3 separate regions of the Mus musculus genome follow, and all the other regions are linked to region 1. Evidence: chromatin contacts called from public promoter capture Hi-C data. All regions are on one chromosome and are shown on one strand. The core of a region is the stretch at or near the end of the contact, and the rest is flanking DNA. Distances in the headings are between cores, read along the strand shown.

Region 1 (2,700 bases), core at 15-2,514:
CAGTCTCAGGGTGCCTTCTATAAGACATAAGCATAGCCCAGCCTTGCACAGAGGTGAAATTAAGGGCAGCAAAACCACCCAGCAAAGTTGTTTTGCTCCTACAGCCCCATGACAAGGACTAAAGCCAACGTCAAACGGGACTGGTGAGTCCTAATAACTAGTTCCTATTTCACCAAGGAGCAATTACTCAGCAGACGACTGAAGTACCAAATTCTACCATCCTGAAATTGTAGGTCCTCAGGCACAAACCTCATCAATTGGATGGATTATGGTCATTGATATCTGGGTTTGAAATAACAGCAGTTTGAGAAGTTTGATTTATGCATTTCAACCCAATTCAATGTTACCTGCCAGCACGGATGCCTGAAGACTTCTTGTGACTCTCCCTCCCCCACATAATAAAGAGCTTCCCATTCCAGCTTATGCATTCATTTCTTGGGTAATTTTTCTATTGGTGAAAACAATGGACTCTTTCAATATTCTCTTATCAACAAAGGGCTCTAAGATGAAGTCCTTCTGGCCATATCCCTTCTGACTTCTTTACAGTGATGACTGGCACTGAGAAATGCCAAACCTGGAGAGGGAAATAGGAGACGGGTTGCTCACCTCTCTGAGCTGCTCCAGCTCTTGTTTGAGGCCGTCATACTCGGCCTCCAGCTCGTCATACTGTTGCTTGAGAGTCAGTTTCTCCTCCAGCACCACCAGCCCATACTCTGCAGCCTGGATCTTCTCATGGGTCGTTTCTGTGAGCTCCTTGGTCAGTCTCTCTATTTCAGTCTTATATTGGTCTACCGTCTTCAGCGCCTCCTCTGCGGCCATAGCGGGGTGGCGGAGATAGACGCAAAGCAGAAGGGAAAAGGAGAAGCAAATAGGAATGAAAATAAAAATGGAAAAGAAAAGTGCCTGATGAATAATAGGTAGAGCGCCCTGAGGCCCGGCCGGCAGCTGCGGCTACACGGCCGGAAGCACTGAGGAGGAATACATGGAATATGGGAGGAATATACCCTGCAGCATGGAGACTGCAAGGTGATGACCGCAGCCGGGATCCTCCGGGCCACGCGCCGGGGCAGTCAGCAGCCAAGCTGCATGGCCAAGGGGCAACTCGCGCAGCAAGAGACTCCGGTTCTGCGGCCTCAGAGGCGCGTGGCCGCCATGTCTCAGGCCGCGTCACTGCGGTCCACCGCCCAATGCTCCGTGGGAGGCTGAGCTCCACCTGCTTGCTGGGCCCTGCGGCAGCCAGTGCACACAGATGCGGACTCCAACTGGTCCTCTTCCTCTCAGCCACTCAGAATGCAGGGAGGTAGGGAAGGGGAGGAGCAAATCCAAAACCCCACCGAGCCTCGCAGCGCAGCACAGCCGACTGCTGAAGAGGGATGAGGGCAGAGGGACCCAGAACTAGCTGAGGAATGATGGGAGACTACGGAGGGCTGAGGAGGGGGAACCGCGCTGAGGCGGAATGAAGGCTGAGGAAAATGGGTGTCTTAAAGAGAAGTGGAGGCTAAGGAGGCTGGGGGATGGAAGAGGACTGCATCTGAGAAGAGATGCTAGACTGAGGAAGCCAGGGCAGCTGAAGAAAGGGCAAGGGTGTTGGAAAGGGTGATTGGTGTCTGAAAGATCAGAACACTAAGAAGGCCTCCAACGGGCTAAGTTTTCTGAGGTGGGAATTCGAAGCCTACTGGAGTGCAGTGAGCCCACAGAAAACAAACAGAGCTAGTGCTTTCAAGAATGCTGCTTTTCCAAAGCTTGATAGATGTACCTTGGGAGTCCTTCCTCCTTTCTCAGACTCTGTCTAATTTGGTCTAGTCCACCTAACACTCTACCAGAGAACTTTGCTGTCCCCCAACCTAAGCCTCTGTGCACTTAGTTCATCATACTACCTTACTGCATAACGTAATTACTGGAGAGATGTGAACAAATATCTATTCACCCCAGTAAGGCTACCACCACAGTCCAACTTGATGAACCAACGGGTTTTATTGAAATAATATTTAAAGGAATATAAGTGAGGGGTTATTTACAGAAACAGAAATGACTCAAAAATATCTACATCACCAAAAGCCCACCCCAGGGGTGACAGATCATAGACACTGGAAAACCTGAACCATACTACACAACTTGAAAGCAGCTCAGTAGGTTGGAGACTGTCTGTTTCACATAGCTCTGGTGATTTGTGTCTCTCCTAGGTAGCTAAGCATGTCTGTCCCAACTCTCGGCCTGCTTTCCTGATTATATATCCTTGGGGAAGGAGTGAATCTCATTAGTTTCATGAATTTACGGAAGCCTTTGAGTTGTTTACTTCCTGGGTTTAAGAGCTTCCTAGAAGGATGGAATGTTTTACTTCTCTTTAGAACATCCTGTATATTGAAATTCTGTTAAGATGAACTGTTCTATCTGGGAGGAAATTGTTGTATAACATCTGCAGGTGCTCAGTAAGTCTCTAGGCCAGTGGTTCTCAACCTGTGGGTAGAAACCCCTTCAGGGCTTGAACAATCCTTTCACAAAGGTCTCATATCAGACATTTACATTACAAGTCATAACAGTAGAAAAAATGCAGTTATCAAGTAGCAACAAAAATAATTTAATGGTTGGGGGTCACCACAATGTGAGGTACTGAATTAAAGGGTCACAGCATTAGGAAGGTTGAAATATCGGGCACTGTATTTCTTCCAGATAGTTCTATATAGGCCTTACTACATGGAT
Region 2 (2,700 bases), core at 133-2,632, 370 kb after region 1:
TCTCTGACCAGCCTGAGCCTTACCTGCCATTTCTTTCACGCTTCATTGAAACACAGATGTTTGCCACCTTTATTGATAATAAGATCATGTCTCAATGGGAAGAGAAAGACCCTCTGCTTCGGGTCTTTGATTCTCGGATTGAGAAGATCAGATTGTATAATGTAAGGGCACCCACCCTGCGGACATCTATATATCAGAAATGCAGCAGTTTAAAAGAAGCAGGTATATTTACCGTACATGTTTTAAGTGCACAATCATTTCTTTTTATAAACTGTTGACTTTTTCTTTTAAGATAAGTCAGTTTTACTTAAATTAGGACTGTCCAACAAAAACATTGTTAGCCATTCATGATCTGAATTTGGTGTATGAATTAAATTATGGTGTACATTAAAATCCATGAGATGTTTGTTTTGTAATAAATAAGGCAGAGGAATTATCATTAGTAGCCTTTTAAAGATAAGCTATTAGGTTTGCCCTTTCTCCCTTCGTCTTAATTTCAGCGAAGATCATTTTTGTTCCAGGGATATTCTTTTTGGGATTCTCCAAGTACTCCATCAGGAAGGGTGTCCTCTCCCCAGGTGATGCCTTTGTTCTTGTTGGCATCTGTATAAGAGAATCCAGCAGCCTGACTTGCCTTCCACTCAGACAGACCATGGGGATTTGGTCCAGTCTTATGCTTGCCTTTCTTATCCACAGTGTGGCACTGGGCACACTTCTGAACAAATAAATATCTTCTTGCCTATTTTAGCATCACCCATTTTTAATTCACTCTGGGCTGGTCAACACCACAAACATTCAAAGACAGACGTCCTGCTCTCTCTGACTTTTTCAACACAAAGTTAATTTTCTTTTTTTGGGGGATGAAGGGAGACTTAAGACAGAGTTTCTTTGTGTAGCTCTGGCCATCCTGGAACTTGCTCTGTAAATCAGGCTGGCCTCTAACTCAGATTTGCCTGTCTCTGTTCCTTGAATGCTGGATTTTAAAGGCATGGGCCACCACCGCTAAGATACAAAGTTAACTTTCATTTTGGGACATCATGAATAATCCCCGTGTTAGCAAGAAGTTTTTGTACTTTTCTTTAGATTCCTGTGAATTCCTGTTCCTATGGACATTCCTTTTCCTTTACCCCAAACAGGAAAAATAATAATAATAAATTGAATTGACAAGAAGATGTAGATTTTTGTTACTTTCTTGTGTTGGGGAAAAAAATGTTAACTTCTCTCTTGCTACTGATGTTGCCTTTTTTACCCATCACCTCTTGTCTCTAGCTATTAACTTAAAATGGTAAACCTGAAATTGGGCATAGTAGTACATGCCTAAATCCTAGCACTTGGGAGGCCAAGCACGAAGGATCAGGAGTTTAAGGCCAGCTTCGGCAATGTAGCAAGGAGTCTGTCTAAAGTAAAACCAAAACAAAGACGGAAGTCTGAGGCTCTGTCTAGTTTACATAACTAAAACAGCTCTTACGAGCTTTGTGGTAGTTAATTACATAGTTTCATTTCTTGAAATTAAACCTCTGGATGTTTGCATTCAAATGAAAGAGTCTCTCAACCCTAACATGGGTTTCCCTCAAAGAATGAGGAATTTTCTTGCTCTTGTCTGATAGTGCAGTACAATAATCATACTAAAAGCCAGCATTCAAATTCTTCCTGTGTGTCAGTCATTATGCTAGTGTTTGATTTGACGTGCCTTTTTACATGTAGTCTTAATGGCAGGATATATGCATTGATATCTTCTCATTCTACGGGTTAGGAAACTGAAAGATTAAAGAACTTGGTTGTGGTTTTATAGCTAGTTTTTGGTAGCTGACTGATTTCTAATAGCTAAGCCTTAATCTTTTTAGTGGTTTTATTCACTAACAAATATGTAAAAATGTACCAATTTGTGTAGTTTTATACATCTATGCCTAGTTCCCAAGTGGCACTTTTAATTTTAGACCAAATTTTGTACTAGATTAAAGGGCACAACAGCTAAGAAGCTCTTCTTGCTCTGCTTCTATGGCTTGCTCACCTTTCCATCTACATCTAAATAGTTCAGTTATGGAAATAATACAGCTGTTTTGGTATTATCAAGGAAAGAAATATTAAATGATAACTTTTATGCAGTGCTTATAGTCTTCAAACATCACTCTGTATTTCCATGTATGAGGGCAACTCCCTGGAGTCTCTTCAGGAAGTGGCACGTGCCTCTGTATTTCTAGAACCTGAGGTGATAGAGTAAGTGAAGCTTTTAATAGTTATATGAGTACCTCACTGGGAATTTTTCATTCCTCTCTTCCCAACAGAATTTTTAAAATGGAATTAAGTACCAATTCCTTAGCTTAATGTGCCTCTGGAAAATCTTACCAATTAAAATTGATTTTCTTTTTGCCTCTTGGAGCTTGATAATCCCATTCTCATCACAGAAATTGTGTAAACTTCGTGAAAATATCACTAAGAGACTTAGCATGTCTGAAAACAAGATTAGGTTAAGACTATAGTTCCCTAGAAATGTAAAGACTTTTGAAAAAGTAAGAGGAGACTATATCTCCTTCACTCTCTCTCTCTGTGTGTGTGTGTGTGTGTGTGTGTGTGTGTGTGTGTGTGTGTGTGTGTATGTGTTTTCAGTGCTTGCTTTGGGCATGAGAGAGAAGCATGCTACCACTGTTTATACTTATAAATTTTGAGATGGTCTCAATAAATTGCACAGTAAAGCCTTGG
Region 3 (2,958 bases), core at 172-2,671, 390 kb after region 1:
TCATATTCTTTCACATAGCTTGTTTCCAACTGTGGCCACAGCTAGTTTACTGTGTTAATAAAGTATCAATACTAAATGGTCAGCCCTGAAAACATACACAAACAAGTAACATCATACAGACTGAGTAGGTTGTATTTATGTATTTAGAAATACATATACGGACTGAAGAGATGGTTCAGCAGTTAAAAGCAATGACTGCTCTTCCGAAGGTCATGAGTTCAAATCCCAGCAACCACATAGTGGCTCACAACCATCCTTAATGAGATCCAATGCCCTCTTCTGGTGTGTCTGAAGATAGCTACAGTGTACTTAGATATAATAATAAATAAAATCTTAAAATACACACACATCTAATGAAAAAAAAGAGTCCATGATTCTGAAAGAGCAAAATTGTGGGGAGTGGAAGGCACATGGGAGGGTTTAGAGTGAGGAAAGGGAAGGCTGACATGATGTATTTATATTATAATCTCATGGTGCTATACCCCATCAGAACCAGCACTTGGGAGGCAGAAGCATGTGGATCTATGTGAGTTCAAGGCCAGCCAGAGTTACACAAAAGGATTCTGTCTTGAAAAAAAAAAACAACTAAAGTATAAATTCTTACTGTTATTGTCCTAATACTTTGCTAATATTTTTCTACATAGTTGCCCTTGGACCAGAAAGAAGAAAATCTGACTCAGGAGTTATGTTACCAACACTCAGAGTCTCTCTTATTCAAGACATGAGGTATTTGTTACACATGGTAATAAATGTAGCTTTCACCTATATTGCTCAAGTAATAACTATACCTTTTGATTATATATTCTGAAGAAAGTATCATCATAATATAATATTTTTATTTATTTATTTTATATTTATCTTATGAGTATTAGTGTTGACCTGTGGAAGGACACATACATAAACCATGTTGCGGGAAATATTAAAAATGAACCCGCCAACTCTCCTGCTCCTGCTTCTCTCAACCCGCCAACTCTCCGGGAGCAGCTCTCTCCAGCCAGCCCCCATAGCGTCTCTCCAGCCAGCCCCCATAGCGTCTCTCCAGCCAGCCCCCATAGCGTCTGGCTCGCTTGTCCCTGGAGCTACTAGTTCTCTCTACTTTTGGTGGTACCACATTCCAGTAACCAAGTAAAGCAAAATTCTTGAGCCTTATAATTAACCAATCAGATTTATGTATCAATAAATTCTCAGTTTACAAGATGCCAATACAATAATTTCAGAACCAATTGATAACGATAAAAGCTTTATCCCAAATATTCTAATATTCATAACTACCTATGGCTGGTTAAAGGCACGCTGGTTCACATCTGCCTCCATTTTTCCTTCCTTCTCTCTCTTTCTCTCACCCCCACCCCATGCTCTCTTTCCCTGCAACTCTTAGCTCCGCCTCCCTTTTCCCTGTCCAATCACAGGCCTCCTGCTGCCCTAATGTAATTGGACAAGGAAAATCCTGCAACAAAACCATATGCACGCCTGGTGACCCCTAGAGTTCAGACGACGCAGAAGCTGGATCTCCTAGAACCAGAACTAGAGATGGTTGTTAGCTGACTTAGTAGTTAGCTCTTGTTAGTAGGCACTGAGAACCAACTGAGTCTTCTGCAAAAGCAGCAAACACCCTTAGCCAGGGAGCCACCTCTCCAGCCCCAGTCTCTCCAGCCCCAGTCTTACTGTTTTACTGTTGTGCTGTTTTGTTTTGTTCTTTCTGACATTAAATAAAAAGGGAAGGTGGAGCAGAAGAGTTTTCTAAACTACAATGTCTCCTGTTTGGATTTTTGAAAAGTCTCTAAAATGCCTGTTATCTATACATATATAGACCAAAAAACCCTGTAAATAGCAACAGATACTTAGCAGAAAATTGGTCTCAGAAAGATACAGATTTTTGTATGTATGTATGATTGTTTGTTTGTTTGTTTGTTTTTCAAGAAAGGGCTTCTCTGTGTAGCCCTGTCTGTCCTGGAACTCACTCTGTAAACCAAGTTAGCCTCAGAGCTCAAAAGATTGTCCTGTTTCTGCCTCAAGCCACCACTGCCTGGCAAATTGTAGCTTAAAAAAATACAAGTATTAAAATTTAGCATTTTCTACCAGCAGTGGAGGGCCATGCCTTTAGTTCCAGCACTTAGAAGGCAGGGGCAGGTAGATCTCTCAAGTTTAAGGCCAGCCTAGTCTACAGAGCAAATTCCAGAACACAGAGAAGCCCTGCCTTGAAAAATATGTGATTTAGAAAATAATTGTAACACTTCTGACTTTTTGTACCTTTTATGGTGACACATGTCTTTAATCCCAACTCTTGGAGGCAGAAGCAAGCAGATCTCTGAGTTTATTATGACCAGCCTAGTCTACATAATGATGTTCAAAAGAGCCAGAGCTAAACATGTCTCAAAACAAACAAAAAGTCACTGAGTTCTCTTAAAGTTATACTTTGTTGGTATAATTTGTATGTGTGCACGTGTGTGTGCATGTGTGTTCATGTGTATACTCATGTTCGTGTATGCATGTTTGTGTATGTCCATGTGTATTCTTGTTTCTGGGTCATGTGGGACTATGGAGCAAGTTAAGCAAATCCTTGCTAATTTCAGTAATTAACAGATTTTTTTTTTTTTTTTTTGTAAAACATGAGTCTATCTCAGATGGCATGATTGCTCTCCTAGACTACTGTAAAGATAGTGTAGTTCTCTACATATGACTTTCTTTAAGGACAGTTTAAAAATGGGAAAATGTTAAAATTGTATAATTATTTTGGGTCTTTCACCCATCAATGTAACTGGATGCTGCTTGTCATCCATGCAACAGAAAGACATAAGACACATGGGACTCGTGTCATCTTGAGTTTTTATTTTAACTATGATTTATTTGAAGTGGATGCATTGTTTTAAGAAAAAGTATTTCATATAAGTTGTATAAAAACAAGATTATTTAAATGCAAAAACAATGTCTTGCTTGTTGGCTGTGATTTTTTTAGGC

The links. Promoter capture Hi-C pulls out the DNA fragments that hold promoters and counts their contacts.
Region 2: a contact with region 1 is called in a promoter capture Hi-C map of pre-B cells, with 2.8 times the contacts expected there. The contact joins the enhancer-like site here to the promoter of Bicd1 in region 1. A contact is called at or near these places in 10 of 39 promoter capture datasets (the 3T3-L1 cell line, the C10 cell line, the HPC-7 cell line and 6 more), 1 of 15 datasets of contacts at CTCF or cohesin (large pre-B cells), 2 of 484 Hi-C or Micro-C datasets (bone marrow-derived macrophages and liver), 5 of 115 datasets of contacts at active chromatin or transcription factors (bone marrow-derived macrophages, embryonic stem cells and large pre-B cells) and 4 of 9 other capture datasets (adipose tissue, liver, macrophages and 1 more).
Region 3: a promoter capture Hi-C map of embryonic stem cells shows a contact between it and region 1, with 3 times the contacts expected there. The contact joins the enhancer-like site here to the promoter of Bicd1 in region 1. A contact is called at or near these places in 15 of 39 promoter capture datasets (the 3T3-L1 cell line, 3T3-L1-derived adipocytes, the C10 cell line and 9 more), 4 of 484 Hi-C or Micro-C datasets (the P5424 cell line, bone marrow-derived macrophages and embryonic stem cells), 11 of 115 datasets of contacts at active chromatin or transcription factors (acute myeloid leukemia, astrocytes, bone marrow-derived macrophages and 4 more) and 4 of 9 other capture datasets (adipose tissue, liver, macrophages and 1 more).

What each region holds. Positions count from the first base shown.
Region 1 is chr6:149,407,548-149,410,247 of GRCm38.p6, reverse strand. Bicd1 (BICD cargo adaptor 1) reads right to left here and starts at 1,264. Exons shown (of 9, transcript NM_009753.4): 1 at 607-1,264. The coding sequence starts at 819.
Region 2 is chr6:149,039,038-149,041,737 of GRCm38.p6, reverse strand. It overlaps Dennd5b (DENN/MADD domain containing 5B), which reads left to right. Exons shown (of 21, transcript NM_177192.3): 6 at 1-222. It also overlaps the pseudogene Gm15781. Among named protein-coding and RNA genes, the nearest start is that of Gm23462, 34 kb to the left of the region's middle. Within about 2 kb of position 1,382, at least 23 of the 459 cell types and tissues checked have an H3K27ac peak or open chromatin away from gene starts, as enhancers often do. A contact at or near this core is called in bone marrow-derived macrophages and pre-B cells, where this site is marked.
Region 3 is chr6:149,017,109-149,020,066 of GRCm38.p6, reverse strand. Dennd5b (DENN/MADD domain containing 5B) reads left to right here. Exons shown (of 21, transcript NM_177192.3): 12 at 645-726; 13 at 2,957-2,958. Among named protein-coding and RNA genes, the nearest start is that of Gm25539, 51 kb to the right of the region's middle. Within about 2 kb of position 1,421, at least 7 of the 459 cell types and tissues checked have an H3K27ac peak or open chromatin away from gene starts, as enhancers often do. A contact at or near this core is called in embryonic stem cells and stem cell-derived epiblast-like cells, where this site is marked.